Linked DNA regions of Mus musculus: regions 1, 2 and 3 are each linked to region 4. The links are chromatin contacts, called in public Hi-C and promoter capture Hi-C maps. All regions are on one chromosome and are shown on one strand. Each heading gives the region's core, a stretch centred on a gene start, on an enhancer-like site or on the middle of the called end of the contact. The rest is flanking DNA. Distances are from core to core; before and after follow the strand shown.

What was found. Promoter capture Hi-C pulls out the DNA fragments that hold promoters and counts their contacts. A called contact is a pair of places that touch in the nucleus more often than the background predicts.
Region 1: a contact with region 4 is called in a promoter capture Hi-C map of hippocampal neurons, with 4 times the contacts expected there. The contact joins the enhancer-like site here to the promoter of Myt1l in region 4. A contact is called at or near these places in 3 of 39 promoter capture datasets (the 3T3-L1 cell line, embryonic stem cells and hippocampal neurons), 2 of 115 datasets of contacts at active chromatin or transcription factors (embryonic midbrain and neural progenitor cells) and 2 of 9 other capture datasets (adipose tissue and pancreatic islet).
Region 2: a Hi-C map of olfactory sensory neurons shows a contact between it and region 4, with 2.7 times the contacts expected there. The contact joins the promoter of C630031E19Rik here to the promoter of Myt1l in region 4. A contact is called at or near these places in 3 of 39 promoter capture datasets (embryonic stem cells, hippocampal neurons and pre-B cells), 2 of 484 Hi-C or Micro-C datasets (cortical neurons and olfactory sensory neurons), 1 of 115 datasets of contacts at active chromatin or transcription factors (embryonic forebrain) and 2 of 9 other capture datasets (liver and pancreatic islet).
Region 3: a contact with region 4 is called in a Hi-C map of the N1E-115 cell line, with 2.4 times the contacts expected there. The contact joins the enhancer-like site here to the promoter of Myt1l in region 4. A contact is called at or near these places in 1 of 484 Hi-C or Micro-C datasets (the N1E-115 cell line), 7 of 115 datasets of contacts at active chromatin or transcription factors (VIP interneurons, embryonic forebrain, embryonic hindbrain and 4 more) and 2 of 9 other capture datasets (adipose tissue and pancreatic islet).

Annotation. Positions count from the first base shown.
Region 1 is chr12:29,389,709-29,394,075 of GRCm38.p6, reverse strand. No RefSeq gene overlaps it. Among named protein-coding and RNA genes, the nearest start is that of Gm31650, 48 kb to the left of the region's middle. Within about 2 kb of position 2,100, at least 12 of the 459 cell types and tissues checked have an H3K27ac peak or open chromatin away from gene starts, as enhancers often do. A contact at or near this core is called in hippocampal neurons, where this site is marked.
Region 2 is chr12:29,683,308-29,687,741 of GRCm38.p6, reverse strand. C630031E19Rik (RIKEN cDNA C630031E19 gene) reads left to right here and starts at 1,297. Exons shown (of 4, transcript NR_046080.1): 1 at 1,297-1,378. All of the region lies in intron 3 of Myt1l (myelin transcription factor 1-like), which reads right to left.
Region 3 is chr12:29,318,984-29,323,254 of GRCm38.p6, reverse strand. No RefSeq gene overlaps it. Among named protein-coding and RNA genes, the nearest start is that of Gm31569, 120 kb to the right of the region's middle. Within about 2 kb of position 1,609, at least 3 of the 459 cell types and tissues checked have an H3K27ac peak or open chromatin away from gene starts, as enhancers often do. A contact at or near this core is called in the N1E-115 cell line and VIP interneurons, where this site is marked.
Region 4 is chr12:29,525,112-29,529,716 of GRCm38.p6, reverse strand. Myt1l (myelin transcription factor 1-like) reads right to left here and starts at 1,333. Exons shown (of 25, transcript NM_001093775.1): 1 at 921-1,333. Gm20208 (a long non-coding RNA gene) reads left to right here. Exons shown (of 4, transcript XR_381405.4): 2 at 1,477-1,651; 3 at 1,894-2,245; 4 at 2,583-2,759.

The DNA of each region.
Region 1 (4,367 bases), core at 851-3,350, 140 kb after region 4:
CACAAAAGCTTTTAGAGGATGTGGGTACATAGTGTCACAATCAAATCGTATTGTAAGAAGGAAGGAAATAAAGACAAGGTCTACAGGCTCGCCCTCATTCTTCTGATGCATGATTAGAATTAAATATTCATAGATAACAAGGTCATTATGAACCAAGACCATGGAGCTCTTTAAAAGTGTCATGAGAAGAATTTGAGTTTCCTTTAAAAATCTGAGAGTTTCTGTTTTAAAAGAGGGAAAAGAGAAAAGAGATTGAGAAGATGGTTGTGGAAAGAGTCAGGAACATGTGGCCAGGCACCCACCATAATTGTGACCGTAAAGAAGTCTCCACTGCCTGGGGACAGGGATGTCTACACAGGGCCAGACTCTGCAGGCAGGATGCAATCTGTGTCCTATCCCAGTAGTCCTCACTGAGGGAATAGCTGTCAATCAGCAGAGCTCTCAGTCAAGGAAAGCCCCTACTTGTGAGGCCAAAGACAGATACAAACAGACATAGCATGTGTGCTCTTTGGCCCTGTGTGCTGGCTAGTTTTATGTCAACTTGACACAATGTATAGTCATCTAAGAGGAGGGAGCCTCAATAAAGAAAATGCCTCCACAAGATCTAGCTGTAGGGCACTTTCTTAATTAGTGATTGATGGGGGAGGGCTCAGCCCACAGTGTCACCCTTGGGCAGGTGACCCCGGGCTTTATAAGAAAGCAGACTGAGCAAGCCAGTGGGAGCAAGCCAGTAAGCAGTACCCTTCCATGGCCTCTGTATCAGCTCCTGCCTCTGGGTTCCTCCCCTGCTTGAACTCTGTCCTGATTTCCTTTGATGATGAACTGTGATGGGGAAAATAAACTGGATAAACCCATTCCTCCCCAAACCCATTGCTTTGGTCATGGTGTTTCATTACAGCAATAATAACCCTAAGACACAACATAGAAAAATGAAATTTTGTCTATGGGCATGGAGAGTGCACAGAGTTAGAAATCACCCTTCTTTTATTCCACCTCCCCGCAAAATGGCACAAGTGACCTTCTTTCATAGGTGTGTTCATACAACAAGCCTACAAGGACTCCAATAACCACACCTCCACACATGCTCAGAAAAATAACATTGATAAAATATCTCTTGTGGAAACACCTCTTATTAGAGAATCAGATGTGCCAAGTTCTACTGAGACCTTGAAGACAGAGTGTCAAAAAGTTTGTGTAAATGTGTGAAGCTTATATTGATGACTCTCTAGGAATCAGATTAATATGTCTGAGCTGGATGTATGAATATGAGCAAGGTCAACCTGCACACTTAAAAATTCTGATCTCCAGCAAACCACAAAAATCAGATGGAGAAAATAAAGATTTGGAACATCATGAATAAAATCCACTAAGGTACATGGCTCTCGATGAAGAAATGTGAGTGGCGGTGTCTCATTAAAATATAGTATGGTGGTTTGTATATACTGGGCCCAGGGAGTGGTACTTTTACAAGGCATGGTCCTGTTGGAATAGGTGTGATCTTGTTGGAGTAGGTGTGTCACTGTGGGTGTAGGCTTTAAGAGCCTCATCCTAGCTGCTTGGGAGTTAGTATTCTGCTAACAGCCTTCAGATGAAGATGTAGAACTCTCAGCTCCTGAACCATGCTTGCCTGGATGTTGCCTTGTTCCCATCTTGATGATAATGGACTGAACCTCTGAACCTCTAGGCCAGCCCTAATTAAATGTTGTTCTTATAAGAGTTCCCTTGGTCATGGTGTCTGTTCACAGTCGTAAAACCCTAACTAAATGTACAGCATCCATGAGTAAAAGTGTAAAAGCATAGGAATATAAGATTCAGTACAATGGGGTTTTGTGATCTGTTCACCAACAGTCTAACCACCTGAGTCCCCTTGGCTTTAGCCCTACCTACTTCCAGGGTAATTCTTCTGACTCACATTGCCACAGATTGCTATTGCATTTCTAGAACTTACATAATAGGGTCAGGTAGGATGGAGTCTCTCATGCCAAGCGTTGCTCAGAAGATCTATCAGATTGCAGCAAGAGGCTCTGATGGAGTCATCCCCAGCCCTCACAGCACCACATGTGACTCCATCTCTATGCCTGGAGTCTTCCTAGCACTACTGGGCTTCTGGTAAGTTTCCAGATCTGAGTCATTAGGAACGATGCTACAGCGCTGTGTAATCTAGCTGCCTCCCCATCTGCTTCCCAGAGCTTTATTCCACCAGAAATAAAGGAGAAATTTGGCCATTCCACATTACATCTCCTTGACCCTGGAAGTTTGTGGTTTTCTTTTAGCTCTTCTAACGTTGTTCGTGGTAGTATCACATTGAAATTTTAACTTCACATTCCTGAGCATAAAGGAAGTTGAGCACTTTGTAAACTATGCACTGGCAATTTTAACATGTTTTGTGAGCTATCTGCTTAAATTGCTTGCCTATTTCAAAATTTCTCTTGTTGTTGAAGCTCTTTACATATTCTTCTCTAGTCACAAGCATCTCTGTCTTCTCCCCCAGGTTTGTCCTCAAGCTATCTCTATCTTTTTAAAGAATATTTTAATAATTTTTTGAGAATTTCACATAAGTTATTTGGTCATATTCACCCCTATTTCTCCACTAACTCCTTTCCAACTCATCCTCCCTTTATAATTACTATGCTTTGTGTAGTTGTTTTGTTTTGTTTTAATAATCTGTTAAGTCCAATTTTACTGTCCATATACTGTGTGGGACCATCCACTGTAGCACTGTGGTATCAAAGGCTATACCCTTAAAGAAAACTATCATCTAGAAGCCATCAATGCCCATAACTCAGTTGTGGGTGGGGACTGATGAACCCTTTGCCCCTCCATGTAATAGTGTCTTTTGGCAAATACTTCTTTTGGTCAAAACTCTTTTCTTATTTAAGAGATATTTGCTTATTCCATGCCATAAAGGAAGAATATAGCATGACAGCATATACCTCATAGCATGATAGCATATACCTCAGTCAAGGTTGCTGTGTCACTCAAAGCTCTCAGGCCTGGCAAGGAGGAGCCATGGAATAGAGGAGCATCAAGGTCCATGTTGCTACAATGATGCTCCAAGCACAGAACAGGGGCTGGAATAGGCAAGCCTTAGGTTTCTCCACAGTGAAGACCCTGCGGTCCAGGTGTGTGCTGGGAGGCCTTGGTTGGGATTCACACCCTGCACATAGAAGGTCACCTTTCCTGATGGCTTGACCGTTAGCATGTTTATCCTGCAGTTAGGAATCAACTTGATTATCAAAGCTATCAATGTAGAAACCCACACACATTTTCCCATCAAAGACTATATTGACCTGAGTACAGTGATGTTTATCACTACCTTTGAACACAGTTTCTTAAAATATGATGAAAAGTATCTGCATCTCTCTAAAAACAAAAAAATCATAAACATGCAACATACACACCGCAATTCCTAGCCAGTCCACAGTGCTCCAAGGCAGTGTGGGTCAAAGTGGATGACTCTGATTTGGAGTGTTTGCTCTTTTGCTTGTAAGTCAAGAGTGCTCTGGCAAGGGACACTAGGGACTAGAAGGTCCAATTTGCCAAGTTGCCAATGCCCCTGTGAAAGAACAGCAAACAACTCCATCTCCATCTGCCAAGGTGTCTCTGGGAACACTTGACTTTTATTCTTAGCTGCTATGGTCAAAATTTATTTTTTCTTACCCCTTACAAAAGTACAGATACAGTATTTTAAAAAGCCTTGCCCTCTCTTCTTAAACTTTGCCTCTCTCCCTCTCTCTCTCTCTCTCTCTCTCTCTCTCTCTCTCTCTCTCTCTCTCTCTCTCTCTCTCTCTCTCTCTCTCTCTCTCTCTCTCTCTCTGAGTTTGTGTGTGGTGTGTGTGCATATGTGTGCACATGCACACATACTCCATGGCACTCATGTGGAGAGCAGAAGGCAACTGTGTGGGGTCAGTTCTTCCATCTACCTTTGTATGGTTTCTAGAGATTGAACTCAAATCACCAGACATGAGAGTCCAGGGCCTTCATTTACCAAGTCACCTCACCAGACCCTTTCTTCCCCTTTATTCCATCTGCCCTCTCCCCTTGTGAGATGTGCTATCTCTATTCAAGGTCTTCCCTATTTAGTTAACCTTCCATGGAAATCTCCCAGGGACCTAGAGGAGCACTGAACTCATTGAAGCACTCCCCAGTTGAATAAAGGTGACCAGCCAAAAAATTTACTATTACAATTCACACACATGTCTGTGTACAACCGTCTCTACGTTATTATGTGTACATATTATGCTTTTACATGTATTTCTGCACAAACATGTGCTGTGTCTACACACATACATACACATATTGTTTCTTTTTTTTCCATTTTTTATTAGGTATTTAGCTCATTTACATTTCCAATGCTATACCAAAAG
Region 2 (4,434 bases), core at 48-2,547, 160 kb before region 4:
TGGGAGGAAAGGAATGACTCCAGCAAATGCACTATAGGATACACACACACACACACACACACACACACACACACACACACATGCACACAAAGAGGATAAATAAGTAATAAAAATAAAAAAATACAAACACATGCTTTTTATGTTTTCTGCATCCTATAGTTCTTTTGCTTATGTTTGGAGTATGTGACTGTTAAATATAGGTATGTAACAAGCACAGTCCCATGTACATAGTAGGGCCAAGCTGTTGCTTGTTGTCAGAGACGCATGTGTTTGTATTTAACTGAATAAATCATATTAGTGATTCCTAAGGTAGTATGAAAAGTAACAATAGGAGTCACAGGGCAAAAATTTTCCCATGTAATAGTTTGAGACCACGTTAAAGTGAGAAACTTGAGAGTCATAGTAAGTAGCACACTCATTTAATTCCATTGCTGGGGAGGCAGAGGCAGGAGGATATCTGTGAGTCTGAGATCAGGCTAGTCTACATAATGAGTCCAGGACAGCCAGAGATACATAGTGAGACCGTGTCTTTAAATAATAAAACAAATGAACTAGCAACAAAGGAGAACAAGGAGTTCTGACAGGCTCCTGTGAGCCATGTACTTCAAACCATCTCAAGGTATTGACATGGAAAACATGATTAAATCCAAACACGTATGGATACATATCAACTGGGAAATGTGCAAGGTAAAGATATCATACCAAAATCTTAACTGGAGATGTGCAAAGTAACAGGTATGCAAACACTAAGAAGAATGATAGCTTGGGTACCATCAGGAGAATCATGAGGATACAGGCAGCATTGGGAAAGATGCCAGAACCAGTGGTCCCAGGGACGTCTAAAGAAGCTAATCAGTTATCTGGAAGCTGTGAAGTCAATCACAGAGATGCTCACTACAAACAAAGGGGACCGTGGTTAGCCTCACAGCGTGCTGCCCCTCAATAACGCTTGGAAGCTGGTCAAAACTTACCAGTGGTAGCTATAGCCAGCCTTGGCCTCCTGGCTACTGACTACCAGTCAATATTAAATCATCTCTGCTATTTGTTCAGTTTACTGTTTTTCTGTTTTTTTTGTTTTTCAAACAAAATAGGGATTTCTCTGACAATGGGTTAAAAATGAAATCTAACAATTACCCTCAGCTCCCTCTCTCCCTTTCTCTCTCCAGCTTCCTCTCTAACAGCTTGACTGAATTTGTAGCACTGAGTGTCTGTGACAAGCAAAGGGAGATAGAGCGAGCCCTGTCAGGAGCCCTGACGCCGAGCACGGCACTTACAGGCAAGCGGGGAGCCTTTACCAGGATACACATTTGCCTCCCTGGCGACAGCCATCACCCCTGGGGCGTTGAGCACTGTCCTATGCTGAAGAGAGACTGCTGAGGTGAGTCTGAGCTGCTGAGCTGTCCATGGAGATTGTAGTTGGTTGTGTTGGATGCTGACTTAGAAGTCAAGCACCAACAGGAGGTATTCCCTGCGTGCTTTTTCAGTGAGATGAAACAGATATTGGCATGGTCATATTGAAATGGTGTGGGGACAAATTGCTGGGCAATTTGATGGTAGCAAATACTAATTGTAATAATAAATTGCTGTAAAAATTACATGGTACTTTTGATGTACATAAAGAGGCACTTGGAATCCTGTGTTTGCCATTCCTAAGTAGCACTACATGAGAACATTGTGTGGGGTGGCAACTCATAAATATCTCATTGTATTTGGGAGTCATTACCACTGAGCAATTAAGGGAAACTAAAAATTCAGGTTTTATATAATGAATATATTAAAAATTTATCTCGACATGGAGTACTAGATTAAGTCTTTGAATTCCAAAATGTGGTTCAAGAAATAAATGGTCATCTCTCCATACTGCAATAGGAATGGGATGCTCTGTTCTACCTTTAGGTCACGTCCTTGGCTCAAGGCCAGATTGGGTGTCACCTCTGCTCATCACTTATTTGCCCTTAGTTGCTGACAAGAGTCAGGATCCCAATTAGCGTTGACACAAGGCACAGCAACGCAGACTTCACTTTTACAGTGTTAGAATTGCTGTTAGTCTTAGAAGTAAGATAGGTGTTCACATTCTTGCACGCACAAGACTTGATGCAATAGTAAATCACTACTTCAGTGTCCAAGTTAAAAACCTGTTACTGTTTGAACACTCTGACTACAAAGTGCAAATGTGGTATTTGCTTTCAATCCTAGAGAAATACGTGGTTTCTGTAAAAAAGACAAAAATGCACCCCATTCCACGGTCATGTATGTGTGTGTGTGTAGATGTAGATGTAAAAAAGAGAAAACTCAGCTGACTATCTAATATATTTTATTGAGAAATAAAACCCAATCTAAAAGATGATCTGGCATTTTACAGACCCTTCCAGAGAGGCAGAGGGCTGTAAATTCCCCTGGGCCAGAGGTTTGGGTACAGATAGCTCACGTTTCTCTCCAGAGCAAGACCTGATACTTTGTAGTAACTGACTGTCAATTTGTGAGGACCCAGAATCATCTGGAGGACAAATCGAGGCCTGTTTGTGGATGGAGGTCTAGAATAGGTGAGCTGAGGTGAGAAGGTGCACCCGAAATGTGGGCCACACCAATCTCTGAGTGGGGGTGCTGGTTGAAATCAAAGGAGAAAGGGAGCCGGGCACCACTGTTCATCCCTCTTTGCTTCCTAACTGCAGACACAAAGTGACCTCTTGCCTCATGCTGCAGCAGCCAAATCTTCCCTCGTCACAATGGACTTCTCCTCAACCTGTGTACCCTAAACCCTTTCTCATAGTTTATCATGGCAGCGAGAAAAGCAACCAGTACATATTGTTTCTTAGTAGTCAAATGGGCTAAATCATCCCTCCTTTGAGGAATGCAGCCTAGCTGCAGGGCTTTTATCATCTCCCACCACCCTGCAAATGGGGGTTCCTCACTCCTGTAGCCCCGCTGACCACCCAAGCTCCTCCCACCCCTCCTAATTCCCTGTGTGGTTCATGTGATTCTGGTCTCCATCTGCTTGTAAGCTCTGAGATACGGAGGCTGCTGCTTGTTTCAGAAGGCAAGCCTGTTCTCATCTCTTCTTCATTCTGTGTTAGGCATTAAAAAGAAAAAAAAATAGCTGTAAAGCCAGTGCAGGGTCTTTCTGCATCTGAAACCTAAATTATGATGCCTGAAAGCAGGCTGTTCAGCCTAAAGGAACAGGTGTGGGCTGAGTGGAGCCTTCCACCTCACAAAGCCATCTGAGGAAAACAAGTGACCCAGACAAACTTCTGCATCCCTTGTTCAGACCAATCAATTGTAGATTTCAAAGACTGCACCAGGCTAGAGTCTGCCTGCCATGGATAAAAATGTGCATCTTTCACGCACATATTCCTGTGTGCCATCCTCTCCTTGATACAATAGAGGAATATGGGATAGCAGGCTCTAACAATTCATAATAACTACTTTTGCTGAGCGATTACCACGTGACTCAAGTTTTAATTTCATGAACACAGCTAGAAAATTCAACTTGAAGTCAGCGACCCTGAGTGTGAACCCCATAGCCTCCAGGTAGTGTTTGCTAGGTGTCACAGGCAAGCTAGGCTGCCTGACATAGCCATCCATGGGGTCTTTGTCTCCATGGAGGACAAGGTACAGCTTCTGATCAACTCAGACTGATTTACCTGTGAAATTTTAATATTTTATAATTAAACTTTAAGAGTTGTTTAATATCCAAGGTAACTGAGTTTAGCCCCTTTAGCAACTCCCCAAGTGTAATATTTATTGATCATCAGTACAGCTTCTGATGCGATTATGGTTTTTATAAAGTTGCCTGCATTTCTGTTTTTAAGCTTTAGGGATTCTGAACCTTAGACAAGGTCCTTGTCCATCTACTGCTCTGAAGCAAGGTGACAACTTGTTCTCCCAGTGTCCCCTATCTTCAAATTCAGGATCCTCTCCTAGACATGTAGCTAAAACTGAGCTAACATGTCTGAAGAGCCTAATGAGGCTGAACCTCTCCAGGATCCTTCTTCTAGTTAGGACAAAATGAGATCCTCCTTCTCTTCTTTAGTGGTCCTTCTTTGAACTGTTGTGGGTACCTTCAACCTTGCAATGGCTCTACTTCTATTTTGCCATGATACCTACATTACTGTATCACCGAAAGTCAGCCTTGCACAAATCTCTTGGTGTGTCTGTCAGGCATCCACCATTGGCACTAGCCCCATACTGAAGAGGCTTGAGTCTGAGCTTTGCCTCTGGCCCTTTTCACGTCTCAGTTTTCTCATCTATAATGTTAGGATGTTCATGGTTCATGGGCCTTGAATAGTGCATCAGCTGGCAGGAAGTCCACACAGGATCTGGCCACACCTGCCCTGAACCCGGAGTCTGTTGTCACTCCAGCATGCTGATATATAACTTTGCTAAGGGCCAAAGAAAAGTACCCTTCTTCTAAATGGCTGGAGCACACACAGCACT
Region 3 (4,271 bases), core at 360-2,859, 210 kb after region 4:
AAGGCAAGCCCTGCCCCAGGAAATAGAAATGTCCAGAAAGGAGACAGGCATGGAGAATTTGCTAAGTGAACGAACCTAAGAAGCTAAGGGGAAACTGGGGCAACTCCAGGTCCAGACCACGGGATGACCTAGGAAATGCTGTAGAATGCTGGGCTAACCTCACAGGATGAAGAGGAGAAGAAGGAGGGGGAGGAAGAAAAGGGGAGAGAGGGAGGAGGGGGAAGAAGGGTCAGGAGAGGAGGAAGGAGAGAATGGGGAGACAGAGGAAGAAGAGGAGAATGAGAAGGAGGAAGAAGAGAAGGAAGAGGAAATGGAGGAAAAGGAGAAGAGAAGAGAAACAGGAAATGGAGGAGGATGAGGAAAATGAGAAGAAGAGGAAGACTGGAAGAATGAGGAGGAAGAAGAGGAGGAAGAGGAAGAGGAGGCGAGGGAGGAGGAAAAGGAGGAGGATGAGGAGGGGAGGAAGAGGAGGAGGAGGAGGAGGGGAGGAAGAGGAGGAGGAGGAGAAAGAGAGGAATCAAGGGAGGTCTATGTTCTCATCATTGCCTGTTATAAAAACAGCCAAGTTCAGGATACACTAGGAGTAAAAAAACAAACAAACAAAACAAAACAAACAAACAAACAAACAAACAAAACAGAGCCTGAGAGATAGAACAGTAGTGTTGGTGTGGATATCACAATAGGATGGGAGGGTATGACATCTCACCCCATGGTCCATTTGTCCACTTACAACATGGTCCATATGACCACAGCAACACTCACTCTGGTAACTCACAATTTGGGAAGATCATGTCAGCCAGGAACTTGTGCTGACTCCCTGAGGTGAGTTCCCTGGCATGCCTGCACCCCCCAGCTACACTGTCAGATGAGTGTGTCCAAAGGCCTCAAGGGAAATACTTCAGGAAGTCGGAGGAAAATCCCTGGGTAGCTGAAGGAAACCTGGGTGGTAAGTACCGCTGCCCTGCACTAAGGATATGGTACCTTCTAGGTCATTCCAGAGTCAAAGACAGGACAACCCAGATCTCAAATCAGATGTGGTATCGTTTTTTTTTTTGTTTTGTTTTGGTTTTTTGTTTTTTTTTTTTTCAGGAAGTTCTCTATGGGAGAATAGCATAGCACACCTTCACCCCAACCAACACACACAAAGGTGGATGCTTTCCTGGGAGGAGAAAGGTAGCACGAGGCATACAGGACTCACCCCTACTTCAGAGCCATACAGCTCTGCTTTGACATTCAAGGGGAGGGTCTCAAGAGGAAGAGTGGCTGCTCGGGGATGGCTTCCTCCAGCAACCACAGAGACTGGCTTGTCCAGCTTTGCAAGATGGACCAAAGGCATGATTTAAAAGAGGAGAAGGGCTCTGAAGTGTGGTCATAATATTACCACCAGAATGTTCTAGGGACCCGTAGATGGAGAAGTGATAACAATTAAGAGGAATTTTACAGGAAATAGCATTAGGGATTAGATGTGGTCTCAAAGCCCCAAGTGCCATTGTCTCTGTGGCAGGATGGCTGACAACAGGCAAATGGGCTTCCAGGAACGTGCACAGCTGCTGGGATTTGCATGTTAAGATGCTAACCACATACTATGAGGAAGGAGGAGGGATCAGATGGCTTTGGCAGGAGGCCATGGTGAAGGCCCAGTCAGTCTGTACAGAAAATAAGGCTCACCAAGGCACATGCCCAGAACCAACACTTCCTAGGTAAAGTGTTGCTGGAAGGAATTTGGAGACTGGAGCTCCACCAAGTTCTGCTGGTGGTAGAGTTTACCCTGGAACTGAAGACAATGATGTATGGTTGGCTCTATGTAGGAACCTGGAAATATGTATGAGCTAGGCTAGGGAGCAGCAGGTAGACTTGGAGAACAAAGATGAACCAGACATGCCTGGAGTTCCCAGGCGAAATGTCCAGAAGCAAGGTACCAGTGATCGGGGGCTACGTGGCATCAATCACATGACTCCTCTGGGAAGCTATCGATCGGAGGACTCACCTGAAATTCAGTGTGGACACTTCCTTCTCAGACAAAATTTACCTTGTCACCCAGGAATCCCTGTGACCAACCTCATTAATTCAGTGTCTGGTCTATGTAGTACATATTAAGAGATCTACTCATACCTATGTGTCTGATCTAGAGAGAACACTGTGGGGGCAAGGAGGCTGCCTTGAAGACTCTGCTCTGCTTCCTTTAGTATTGTGGTTTGGAGGAGCTCTGCCTCCCAAGAGGCCAAGTAGGAGGAACTTGTACAATGTGGGTATGTTTTTTTTTAAAGATGTATTTATTTACTATGTATACAATGCTTGGTCCACATGTATGCCCGCAGGCCACAAGAGGGCATCTCACTATAGATGGTAATGAGCCACCACATTGTGGCTGAGAATTGAACTCTGGACCTCGGGAAGAGCATCCGGTACTCTTAACCTCTCTGAGCCATCTCTCTAGCCCTACAATGTGGTTATGTTGTGAGTTGGAAGGATTTTTAAGAGGGGGAGTCCAGTAGGACTTCACTAGTGACACTGGCCTAGAGGGATTCAATAGTTTGGGGGAGCCTATCTAGCTACTATGAGTGAGCTGCTTTGGAAGGAGAGCTATCCCTTCCCTCACTCGGGCCTTTGGTCCTGTGATATGACCCATTGCTCCCACACACGCCCTCACTGTCGTGATAATATCTCCAATAAGTCCTTCACAGAGCTGAGCAGAGGCTGGTACCAAGTCCTTAGACCTCTAGAGAGAGCTGAGCTATATAAACCTCATTGCTTCATAAATTTATCCTTCTGCGGCATTATGGTACAGAGACAGAAAATGAACTAACACACTTATGTAGGTACGGGGTTTAAAGCAATGAGCCTAGGCCAGATGCCTGGGGTCAGCTCACACTAAAACATTAGTAAATATGAATCAGTCACATGTGCCTATAGAGTCAACATTCTAGAGGTGGAGGGAGGAAAATCACAACTGAAAGCTCAGCTTTTGACTAGTGTGAAAACAGGCTACTTAGTGGGACCCTGTCTCAAAAATACTGGTATAGTCATCACATAAGTAGGCTAAACAAGAAAACTGCCATGTGGGGGCTGAGGAGCTGGTTCAGTGACTAAGAGCACTTGCTTCTCTTGCAGCAGAGCACATGGTGGCTCACAGTGGCCTGCAACTTCAGAGGAGTGGATCCAATGCCCTTTTCTGGACTCTGCATGCACTGCATGCACACAGCACACTACATACATGCATGCAAACATGCAGATGCATGCACACTACATACATGCATACAAACATGCAGATGCATGCACACAGCACACTACATGCATGCATGCAAGCTTGCAGATGCATGCACATGGCACACTACATACATGCATGCAAACATGCAAATGCATGCACATGGCACACTACATACATGCATACAAACATGCAAATGCATGCACATGGCATACTACATATATGCATGCAAACATGCAGACACATAAAAGAAATTGTGTGGTACTATAAATAGACAGAAAAAACACTTGACAAAATTAAGCCCTTATTAATTATTAAAAACTGAATATACTAGGAACAGAGGGGATCTTTCCGCTGACTGAGAGAAAACCTACTGAAATATCTTGCGTCTAGCATCTTAGTTCCTGTGAGAAACTGATGCTCTCTCCCATTGTGGCCAAGTTCAAGATGCAGATTTCCCCTCATTATTTCTAGTCAACCTACTAGAAGCTATAGTCAATAAAATAAAGACAAAATACATAAGAGTTGAAAGAGAGAAATCTATTTGCAGGTGTCATGGTTGGTCATAAATAAAATCCAGCGTAATTAAAAGACACCAAGAACAAGCAGTTTGGGCAACAACAGGATACAAGCTTAATATAGGGAAGCCTGTCACATCTCTCTATGGCAGCAAGGAGAAACAGGGTTTGTAGCCAATCACATGATTGCCATTTATGTTTCCCAAACCTAAGTCAAATTCGCTGTATACTTCTAATAAAATAGACCTAGCTTAAGTATAAAATTCTTGTGAATGAAATAAAGGAAGACCTGATCGGGTGAAGGGATGTCCCATTGTCATGGGTCGGATGATTCGTGTTGTAAAAATGATAGTTCTGAGAATTCAACATCATTCCAAGGAAAGTCACTAATAACTGTGACAGTGGCAGTCATACTCACATATGTGTAGCGGCCATAGGCCAGGTTACTCAACCCAGCACTGAAGGGAAGAAACACAGTAACATGTACACAGACCTAAAGATCCACCATGATGCTACAGCCACCAAGAAAGTTTGGTATAAGTAAAGGA
Region 4 (4,605 bases), core at 84-2,583:
TACATGTAAAATATACCTGACTTTCTCACTTCAAAAGCTGCATCTCTTTTATAAAGTTAAACAATTAGAAAGACTCTCTCATGCTTGTGAAAGTGTTATGGGAGCTTTTGTTTGTGGTGTTAGCAAAAAGTATAAACACTTGAACAAAAGAGTTGTTAAACAAATCACTTTATCCCAATTAAATTAACAACATCATGATTGATAGCATATATAGTTTCAAGATATAAGAAATTTGTCGTGATTAAATTAACGCTCTGGTCAAACTCTACTGTATATTTTGTATATTTCACACTCAGGTGAATATTTATATTATTTATTATTTATTCAGATCTACCTGGAAAGTAGAGTGTGAAGACTCAACTTTTTGCTTATGAGGTGATTTTTAAAAAACCATATTCTGCTAGAACTTAGGTGCTGTTTTGTTTTTATGAACTTCAAACATTGAGGTTATTGTTTAAAATCTTTATTTGAGTTTATCAGTTTTATAAACATCAACAAACTTTCTTTCTATAATTAGACCAAGACAACAGTGCCTCAGGAGTAGCTAACATTCCCACAGCCCTTGCTTAAAATCCCTCCTTGTTTGTAAAGTGAAGTTAGCCACTCTCAGGAAGTTACTTCAGCCCAAATCACCGACCTCCAGACATGCAGTAAGTTTTTCGGTTTTCTCATTTTTTTTTATTTCTTTTTATAAACAAAAATCATTGTTCAGGCATGCAATCTATTACCCATTTTTGCTCTAAAGACCAGCTTCTGAGGACTGAAGACCTGTACCTCAGGAACCTCTCAGCCACCAGCCACGCTATAAAAATAACTTTAAAAAGGAACGAACAATAGGTCTGCAGCAGAAGCCATGAGCTACAGCAAAAACAGATCCTGACCCCTGAGTCCAAAGAATTAACCTAACGAGCATCACGTACCTCACACCATGACCACACCGCTCACAAGTGACGGCAAGTTCAATTTTGGTAACTGTGCTGGCTCAAAACACACAGAAAGAAAGAGAAAACCCTTTCCCCCACAAGTGGGAGGCCGAGGAGGACCACGCATAGCACCGAGAGGCAGGGAAGGTTGCTTTTGTCTTCAGCAGCATTGATTTCATAACCCACAGTCCAGGGAATCAAAAAATTGAAATACACCCACCAACAATGGGTGAGAAACCAGGAGGCCTCCAAGAAGACTGCAGGGAGAAGCTTTCTCGCTCTGTTTTGTGTGCAGTAGCTTAGGGGGAAAATGTCGCGCGGGCAGGAATGACACATGCAGCAGGAGAGGCTAGCGGGCCTAAGAGATCTGCTTTACCTCCACAGCCAGCCCCTAATGCACGCAGCTCCACTCATCCTCTCCTAGGCTTTTTTTTTTTTCCACTTTTTTTTTTCACGAGCTCCAAATCCCCGGCATATGACCTTCTGTTAAATAGATAAAAAAAAAATTGCTTATCAGTCATGCAAATGAGGCTGAATTCATTTTCCACAACAGATGGCCTCATAGATAATGATGATGGAAGAGAGAAAATTGAATGTCTCTCACAAGGTGGCCATGGCAACCGAGAGCAGAATAATATCAATAATAAGCTCACTGCATAATAAGGTTGTCAGTCCTACAAATCAAAGTCTGCAGCTAAATCAGGTATACCACCCCAGCTAGTTACCAGGTATGTATGTGTATGTGTGTGTGTGTGTGTGTGTGTGTGTGTGTGTGTGTGTGTGTGTGTGTGTGTGTGTGTGTGTGTGCATCTATGTATACGCTGACCATGAGAATAACCAGCAGTCCAAGCCACTTAATGTCCAGGGGTGGGGTTGGGGGGGGGCGTAGTTGCTAGATAATGAAATGACGATCCTACAATTTGACAGTTTTTTCTTTTCTTTTCTCTTTCTTTCATTATATTTTCTGCAGTAGCAGATACGGTTTCATGAAGGACCGGCTAACTAGCCATATTGAACTGTGGAGTGAGCCTGTGGGTGAGCTCCCCTCCCGCTAGCCTCCTCCTCACTCTCCCCTCTGTGTGCCCTGCTGCATCCTGCCTAGATGCAAGAGCAGCTCACCCGCCGCCGGAGGCTTCCACCTTGGCTCCCAGGGGGACATCCTGCAAAATGAATCAGCAGCCATCCTGAGCAGGCTGATTAAAATGAAAATGGCAAGGCACATGTCTGGGCGGAACTGGAGCTCGGCTTTGTTGCCTGTCTGACAAGCACGCTCAATATAGCTCTTGCTAATAATGGCTTACTGCCTTTCGGTTTTTAAAAAGGTATCACCCTTTCCTCTTAACCGACTGCTACTCGCGTGTGTGTGTGTGTGTGTGCACGCGCGCGCGCGCGAGCGCGCGTGTGCTTCACATGTGTGTGCCACGGGGGTTGTGGGGGGACGGATTGCTCGATTCTAATTTTCCACTGCTCACATGCAGACAGCCCGCCTGACAACGCTGTTATTTTAAAACTGAACTTAGTTGTCTTTCTTCTGAGGAAAGTGATGGTTAAGTCTTGGATGTGATGTGGAGGTTGACAAAAACAGGGATTTCTAGCCCAAGCCTTAGCCACAGAGCTGGGGGGAGGGGGTCATCTAATGCTTGCCTCTTTGGCTCACAGCCCAAAGCTAGAAGCAGCCCAGGTGAAGCCTGCTCCTGCTTGAAGCTTTTCTACCAGACTGTCTCCATTCTCCGGATCTCATGCAGCATACAGTCTGAACATGGGAAAATAGAAGCCACTGAATGCTGCAGTTGGACAAAGTTTATTGCAAATAAATCTCATTTCTTTTCAAAAATTCCCAGGTGTAACTTGAAAATCCCTTTTTTATAAACCATATTTTTAAATATCTATATCAAAAATTTCAGGTTTTCTTTTTTAAGACATTGGGACATTAAATCATTTCATCTCTCTTCCTCAAAGAACACAAAACAAAACAACAACAAAAACCTCCATACACAAAACAAAAACAGCTTGATTTTTTTAAAAACTCATTTATACTGTGCATTTCCTATCCATTCTACTGCAAGTTAAGGGACCATTCAGTGACATTCTCTCAACTGCTCTCTTGGTAACAGATAAATGATTCTGAGGGAGAGCTACCAGCACTGCTCTTTCTTTATCTTCTCCTGTAATCCCTGCCTCTCTCTGAGCTGTGGCTCTCCTCCTGCTTGGTAGTCATCTTGCGGCACTGTGACTCAGAAATCAATAGAGCTGCCCTGGTGGGGACTCCACTCCACAAGGAGCAAGCTGCTGAGGCTCTGGCTCTCTCTCTCTCTCTCTCTCTCTCTCTCTCTCTCTCTCTCTCTCTCTCTCTCTCTCTCTCTCTCTCTCTTCCTCCTCGTTCCCCTCCTCCCTCCATCTCTCCTCCCCACCCCCAGAACTAATGACGTATGTGCAGCCTTTTCAGCTGATTGGGTACCATATCGGATGTTCTCTGAAGCAAAGAATAGGAATCATTCGGTCAATAGAAAAAAAAATGGGAGCACGAATTCTCCTATGTCCTCAACCCTGGTCCCAGGAGTCCCACACAGGCATCCATCTGGGCGGTAGGTAGACCATCCACAGGTTGTGTGGTCACTCCAGGGTGACGTTAGAACTGAAATTCGAGTAGAATGAAAATGTGTCTCCCTTTCTATGAAAGACAAAGCATCCCTTTACAAAACACAAACAGGAAAAAAAAATCCCCAGGATGCTTTACACATCCAGGTGACATGGGTCGTGGGAGGACGGTACCACCTCAGGGTTCAAATGTGTACCAAGACCACAGTGTTTCTAAGGGAGCCTTTGAAAATGTAGCACAGACAAAATGACACAAATGTACACCTGACTGACTCTCAGTTGAGTTAGTGATGAATTTAGTTTCCTACTTGAAATTTATCCCCCAATATTCTCTTAGATTGGAAAAGAAATCCCCATATAGGGAGCTGCTATAGTTTAAATCACAGGTTTTTCTATGTCTGTTTTCTCACATGAATGTGCATATCTGTGCAGATACAAGTATGTTAGAAAGCAGACAGTACTTGTGTATACCTGTATTGCATATATGTGTATGCGACAGTATGTGTGCTTATGAGAGAGAGACAGAGAGAGACTGTGTTGTATTATAATGTTGCCTTAATAGGTTTGGTCACCAAGTGTTCTGGGTGTCTCTCCCTGATATGACAGGCCGATGCACTGATGTCTTATCCTTAGGGTGGGTTCCATGGAGTCTCCTGCAAAAGGGCTCTTCTTACACTACACTGCTGCCTTCAACGTCATCTGATCAACTGTGACTGCCCTTTCTCTAGACAGGTTCCCCTGAAGCACTGCTGTTCTTCCCACCCATCCCTGCATATCTTCAGAGCTGGAGACACACATGACAAGAGAGAGAGGGAGAGAGAGAGAGAAAGAGAGAGAGAGAGAGAGAGAGAGAGAGAGAGAGAGAGAGAGAGAGAGAGAGAGGAGAAAGCATAAAACCGTTGGACAGGAGCACAGCCCACTCAAGCATGTGTTTGGCAATTATGATTTGGATGCACCAGACAAGCTATGGTATCTTAAAAATTGAAATTAAGTACTCTGCAGTAAAGCACAGTAAAACCATTCAGGGAGCATAAAGACCGAGGGACAGTCATAAGACCATTTAAATTCAAATGTGCCCATAGTT